2 separate regions of the Mus musculus genome follow, and region 2 is linked to region 1. The links are chromatin contacts, called in public Hi-C maps. All regions are on one chromosome and are shown on one strand. Each heading gives the region's core, a stretch centred on a gene start, on an enhancer-like site or on the middle of the called end of the contact. The rest is flanking DNA. Distances are from core to core; before and after follow the strand shown.

Region 1 (2,700 bases), core at 20-2,519:
GTCCTGGGAAAACTGCAGAAAAATACCAGGCTTGCAGTCTCTGATCTCCGAGCCTTTGCTCAGGCTTGGCCAGTGTCCAGTGGCTTCACAAGCACCTTTTCCAGATGGTGGCTCCCAGCAGGTCCCCTTGGGCCTAATTAACACGGTTCTGGTCTGCTTCATCCAGAAGTTGCTTCTGAAGTCACCTGCAAGGGTGACTTTGGAGAGTCCAGAGAGAATGTTTGGGTACAACATGGCCTGGAGGGGCAGGGCAGAGGGGACAGAGGTAATGGGGCAGGTTCTAGATTCTGGCCTGAGAGAGTCCATTCAGGGGGTCAGGGCACAGCCATCCCAGGCAAGCACCTTGCGTCATGTCTCACGTGCATGAGCTCTACCCACAGGCTGCCTGCAGGCCAGGGTTTACCTGGCTGAATGAGCCTCGAGCCAGCATCAGGACCATAAGGAGGACAAACGGCCTCCTTTCTTCCTGGCAAGGCAGATGAATGAGTGAGGGAGCGTAGAGCCAGTAACAGTGATGCTGAGTCAGACAGCATGTACGAATGCCTTATGGCAGGCCCTGAGCACACTGCCTGTGTTGTCACACTTAATCCCCGTGGTATCGCTTCAGGCAGGAGCTAAGGCATGTTCTGCCACCTGCTCACTGTTAGACCCCGAGGCGTGTTCCTTAACCCCTCCCTCTGTGCCTTGGTTTCTTCATCTTCTCCATCTGCCAAATGGAGACGTAGCTCTGACGTAGGGTAGTTCATAAAGAGGATGAAGAACATTAGGAAAGATTCATTACCATGACCCTGCCTTGGGGAGGGAGCCAGGCACTGTGGATAAAGTTTACAGCTATACTGTAGATCAGTGAGGTAGACAGAGAGCCAGAAATGGCTGATTGAGAAACACGGCCATACCTTGCCACAGGGAGGGTAGGTCATTGCTAACCTTGAGTCTGGTCTGCCTGGGTCAGGAGACTCAGTCTGATTGTACAGCACCTGGGCTGCTGATGGTGGGCAGGGCTCCAGGCAGACCTCTTCCCTGTCTCCCCACACCCGCCTGCCAGGCAAGTTGCAGGGAGTTTCTGGAGCCCCTTAGCTCAACCTCCAGGCTTATCAACATTCATTCATCCCACAGACATCTGGTCTAGGGAAGTCGGAAGCCTGAGGCAGTCTAGGGAGCAGAGTGGGGCTGGGTAGGAAGCTCTGGCCAGCTGGGCAGAGCCAGGCAAGGTTCACTGTCTCACAGCTCACCCATGCCTACCCAGTACCCACCTCAGTGTAGCTACTGCATACTCACCCCTCCACTTGATACTGAGCGGCAGCTGAAGGATCTACTGCAAGGTTATCCCTGCCCACAAGATGCCCAAGTTCTCGTTATCCCTGCCCACAGATGCCCAAGTCATCCCAGGGATCCAGAGATGATAAGGGGAGCAGGGTAGGTAATATTTAACATCATCCCTTCTGTCTCCAGAGACATCCCCTCTGTGATCTTGGTAGCCGGCTGCAAGGATGAATAGACCAGAGATGTACCTGGGGATCAGGACAGCTCTAACCCACGACAGCCACAGAACGGTGTTCATCACATTGTAAGGATGACAGCATCGCTGTGGTTGCTGCCATTGTTACTGTTAATACTCAGAGCCCCACACAGCATCTGGCCATGGAGCGTTCCAGGGAGGGTGGGATGAGTCACTGCGACGATGAGCTACACAGAAAAGCAAATTTCCTGGCTCCTGACTCAGTTTCTGGGACCCAGCTAAGCCGTTGGCAGCCAGTTCTGCTATGATGTAACTTACACGTTCACAAATATCTCCATGCCATGCAAAGTCATGCAAAACTCCGCAAGGCCTGTCGGGGAGGCGGGAGCATGGCACCCAGCATCTCCATTGGTGGCACACACAGAAAAGGAGAGGTCTCGAATACAGATGGCTGCGTGATTTTGCAAGGGTTCACTGGTTAAACTGATTCACTGGTTAAAAGCTGGAATACTGGAGCAGAGTTGATGCTTTGCTGGAAGGGCTAGACGTGGGTTTGGGGAGTGGGCGTTGGAAGGAATGTGGCTGGTGAGCTATTATTCAGGGGTAGCAAAAGAGCCATCTAAAATCAAAAGAGTGTTGTAACTCAAGTGTCAGGGAACTGAGGACCCTAAAGGTTTGAGTATTTGGTGCAGAAGTGGTTCAGATAGCTCCAGATTTCTATACATGCCTGTCATTTCTTGTAGAGAAAACCACACATAGACTTATGTGATATTAAGCCATGTAGTGGCCCTGCCCTATGCTGAGGATCTATAGGCTATAACTGTTGCTCGGGAGAAGAATAGGCATTTACATCAATGAGCTGATAAACAACCCCTCACAAGCATAATGAAAGTCAATTAAGTGAGCATGCATGTGCACACATGTACACGCACACACACACACACAAAAGTATAAAATAAAATCTTAAGTTATCAAAAAATTCATAAAAAGTATTGCATAGATGAAAATGTCATAATGCATACTAATTTTATATCTGTTGCTATGACAAAATACCCTGGAAGAAGCAACATTGCGGAGACATCTATTTGGTTTATAATTCCCAGTTACAATTCCTCAATGCAGGGAAATCAAGATAAATACACAAGCCAGTCCCATCCCAGCCAAGAGCAGGGAGATAATAAATACATGCATGTTTGCTTGCTTGTTCTGATGGATTTCTCTACTCTTACACACTTCAGGAT
Region 2 (2,700 bases), core at 121-2,620, 710 kb before region 1:
GATAGTGAGGGGGGTGTGGGTGGGGTGGGGACCCTTCCTTGATTCTCTGAGCTTTTGGTGGCCCTGGCTTGTTGCTCAGTTCTCTGCCTCCAGGAAAACATGGCCACCTTCCCTCCCGCTGCCCTGATATAAGGACTGTGGCTGGATCTAGTGCCACACTGACTCGAGACGAGCTCCTCTTGCCCCATATCCACAGAACACCCACAAACTCTCCTCTCAAATGGGAGTTCATCTGAGGATCTGAGTGAACATGCATTTTGGGGGACACAGTCACCTGCTCCCTTCTACATCTTTCCTCTCTTCCTGGTCACATACCCTCTCTCCGTTGGGAAACTATCCCTCCCCCAGTCCACATGAGGCAGGTGGGCTGGTAATTGTAGTGGGTTTTCTCCTGTCCCCCTGGCCACAGGGTAAGACGTGTAACCTCTCTGAACAATCACATGTGTCGTCCCAGGCTGTAGGAGTGGCTCTGAGGGGAATGGGGTCTGAGCTGGCCAGGCAGACTCACCCTAGGGCTTTGGATATTTCCCAGGAGAGTTGAAGCAAAAGGGGACTGGGAGGTGGGGCGACATCACTCCAGTGAGCAGAGAGCCTTGAGGGATCTTGCTGTAGGGTCTCGCTGTAGGGTCTGTGGCCACCTCCCCTACTGCCTCAAGAAAGAAACTGGGGCTGGATGTAGTGGTGCATGCCTTTAATTCCAGCACAGAGGCAGGGAGATCTCTGTGAGTTCAAGGCCAGCCTAGTTTACATAGTGAGTTCCAGGACAGCCAAGGCTATATGGTGAGAGACCTTGACTTGAAACCGAACGAAACCAAAACCAAAATTAACAAGAAAGCAAGCTGGTAGTTGGGGTGTAGGAAGAGGTCATCTGTGGTCATTGCAGTGGGCAGATAGGAGCAGAAGGATGGGAGGGGGCGGGGAACCTGAAGAGCCATGAAGGGAAATCCAACGTGTGCTTGTGTTTCTTGCCTCAGAGGCCAGGTCTGGCTAACCATCTAGGGAATGATGAGCGCCCATCAGTGGGCGTGTATGAGGAGGGCTGGGGTGTCCAGCCATGGGGAACATTCTTCGAAGAGTTTCCACTCTGGGTAGGTACTGTACTAGATTAATGTCTCCAATAAGCACACACCAGGCCCCTCCTGTGTGCTGGGTCCCAGGGTTGTAGGGCTGTGTAGAGAAAAGACAATATTGAGGTAATGTAGGTCAGTTGGAGGCAAGGAGGCTCAAGAGGTGGACTTTGCTCCGGAGATGCTGGGCGGGAGGGTGGAAGGAAGCCCAATGCAGCGAGGGAGGCAGCTCCTCACGCTTACACAGCAGGTGCTTGGAAGCATTTGTTGAATAAATGAATTTAGATTATTTTATGGTTCACTTGCTTATGTCTGCCAGTGACTCACGCTGTGCACATCCTTCCTTTTGTGCAGCCTTCCCCAGCACACAGATACACAGGCACACACGTACACACATACACACGAGCACGCACACACACGTACACGCGCGTGCGCGCGCGCACGCACACACACACGCACACGCACACGCACACGCACACGCACACACACACGCACACGCACACACACACACACGCACACGCACTGTACACTGTTGATTGCCCAGTGCTTTGCCTGGCACCTGGAGCGCTGAGTAAGCAGCTGTGGTCCACATGCCTGCAAGGCTGTCAGATGGATGATTGGCAGCTGGTGGGGAAAACAGCCTTGCTCACTTTACTGTCTGCTTCCCCCCCCCCCCCCGCCCCCTCGGTGGTGCTGAGCTGGAAGCGCTGCGTGGCTTCTGGCACATGGGCTTAAACTCAGCACCTAATGACTCACTTTGTGGATTATCCACGGCCTGTTTCATTTATGACATCTCTCTTTTCAACGGTAAGCTTCTGGGATACATTTAGCAAGAACCAGGCATACGTGACCATTTTAACAGGGGTTCGTGACTCTCATAGTACTTGGGGAGCCTGGGGGCTTTTCAGAAGGGGGAGGGATGAAAACATCAAAGAGAAGCATGAGGTGGGGGCTGGGGCTGGGGTTTCTTTGCTGTTTAGAAAGTCCTGAGGCATGGGAGGGGTCAGCTCTTGCAGCCACGGACCCTATTCTTGGAAGGCAAGTCGTTGCTGCAGGTCCCACATTCAGCCACTAGATGTCAGTGTTTCTTAACAGACGGAGCTGGGGATGGCCTCTTGCAAGGGAAGTTCTAACTGGTGGTAAGTGCCTGCGGGGTGAGTGTGGATGCCACTGTCTATTTAAGAGTTTCCGTATATTTTATGTAGTGAGTCGTCTGAGGATCCCTGGAGTTCAGAACCACATTACCTCCATCCAGTCCAACTGCAGACAACTGTGTGTGTGTGTGTGTGTGTGTGTGTGTGTGTGTACGTGACATTGTCAGCAAGGAGAGGGTGGAGCTGGGCAATCAGGCTTTAGGAGCCTTTTTGCTTCCTGGCTGAGAGAAAGGAAAGACAATGTCAGATGTGGAGGGAGGGGAGAGGAGAAAGACAGCCAAAAGCTGGGGAGAACCCACCTCACATAGCATCACAGCATGGGCCACATCGACACCCTGGAACACTTCCGTGTGCCCCAAGCTTCACTCCTGGTAGAGCTTTGTGTGTTCCAGAGGCTCCCAGAAAATGTACCAAATGGAGGTTGTAGAGATGGAGGCAGAAGAGGGACATTGGAGTAAGAAGAATGATGGAGGCCCCCA

Evidence for each region. Hi-C and Micro-C count contacts between places; a contact is called where the count stands out from the background.
Region 2: a Hi-C map of cortical neurons shows a contact between it and region 1, with 3 times the contacts expected there. The contact joins two enhancer-like sites. A contact is called at or near these places in 2 of 484 Hi-C or Micro-C datasets (cerebellar granule neurons and cortical neurons), 1 of 115 datasets of contacts at active chromatin or transcription factors (embryonic basal ganglia) and 1 of 9 other capture datasets (embryonic stem cells).

What each region holds. Positions count from the first base shown.
Region 1 is chr11:113,926,425-113,929,124 of GRCm38.p6, reverse strand. The region is part of intron 2 of Sdk2 (sidekick cell adhesion molecule 2); the gene reads left to right. Among named protein-coding and RNA genes, the nearest start is that of Gm51929, 110 kb to the left of the region's middle. Within about 2 kb of position 1,269, at least 53 of the 459 cell types and tissues checked have an H3K27ac peak or open chromatin away from gene starts, as enhancers often do. A contact at or near this core is called in cortical neurons, where this site is marked.
Region 2 is chr11:114,635,966-114,638,665 of GRCm38.p6, reverse strand. No RefSeq gene overlaps it. Among named protein-coding and RNA genes, the nearest start is that of Gm31781, 11 kb to the right of the region's middle. Within about 2 kb of position 1,370, at least 30 of the 459 cell types and tissues checked have an H3K27ac peak or open chromatin away from gene starts, as enhancers often do. A contact at or near this core is called in cortical neurons, where this site is marked.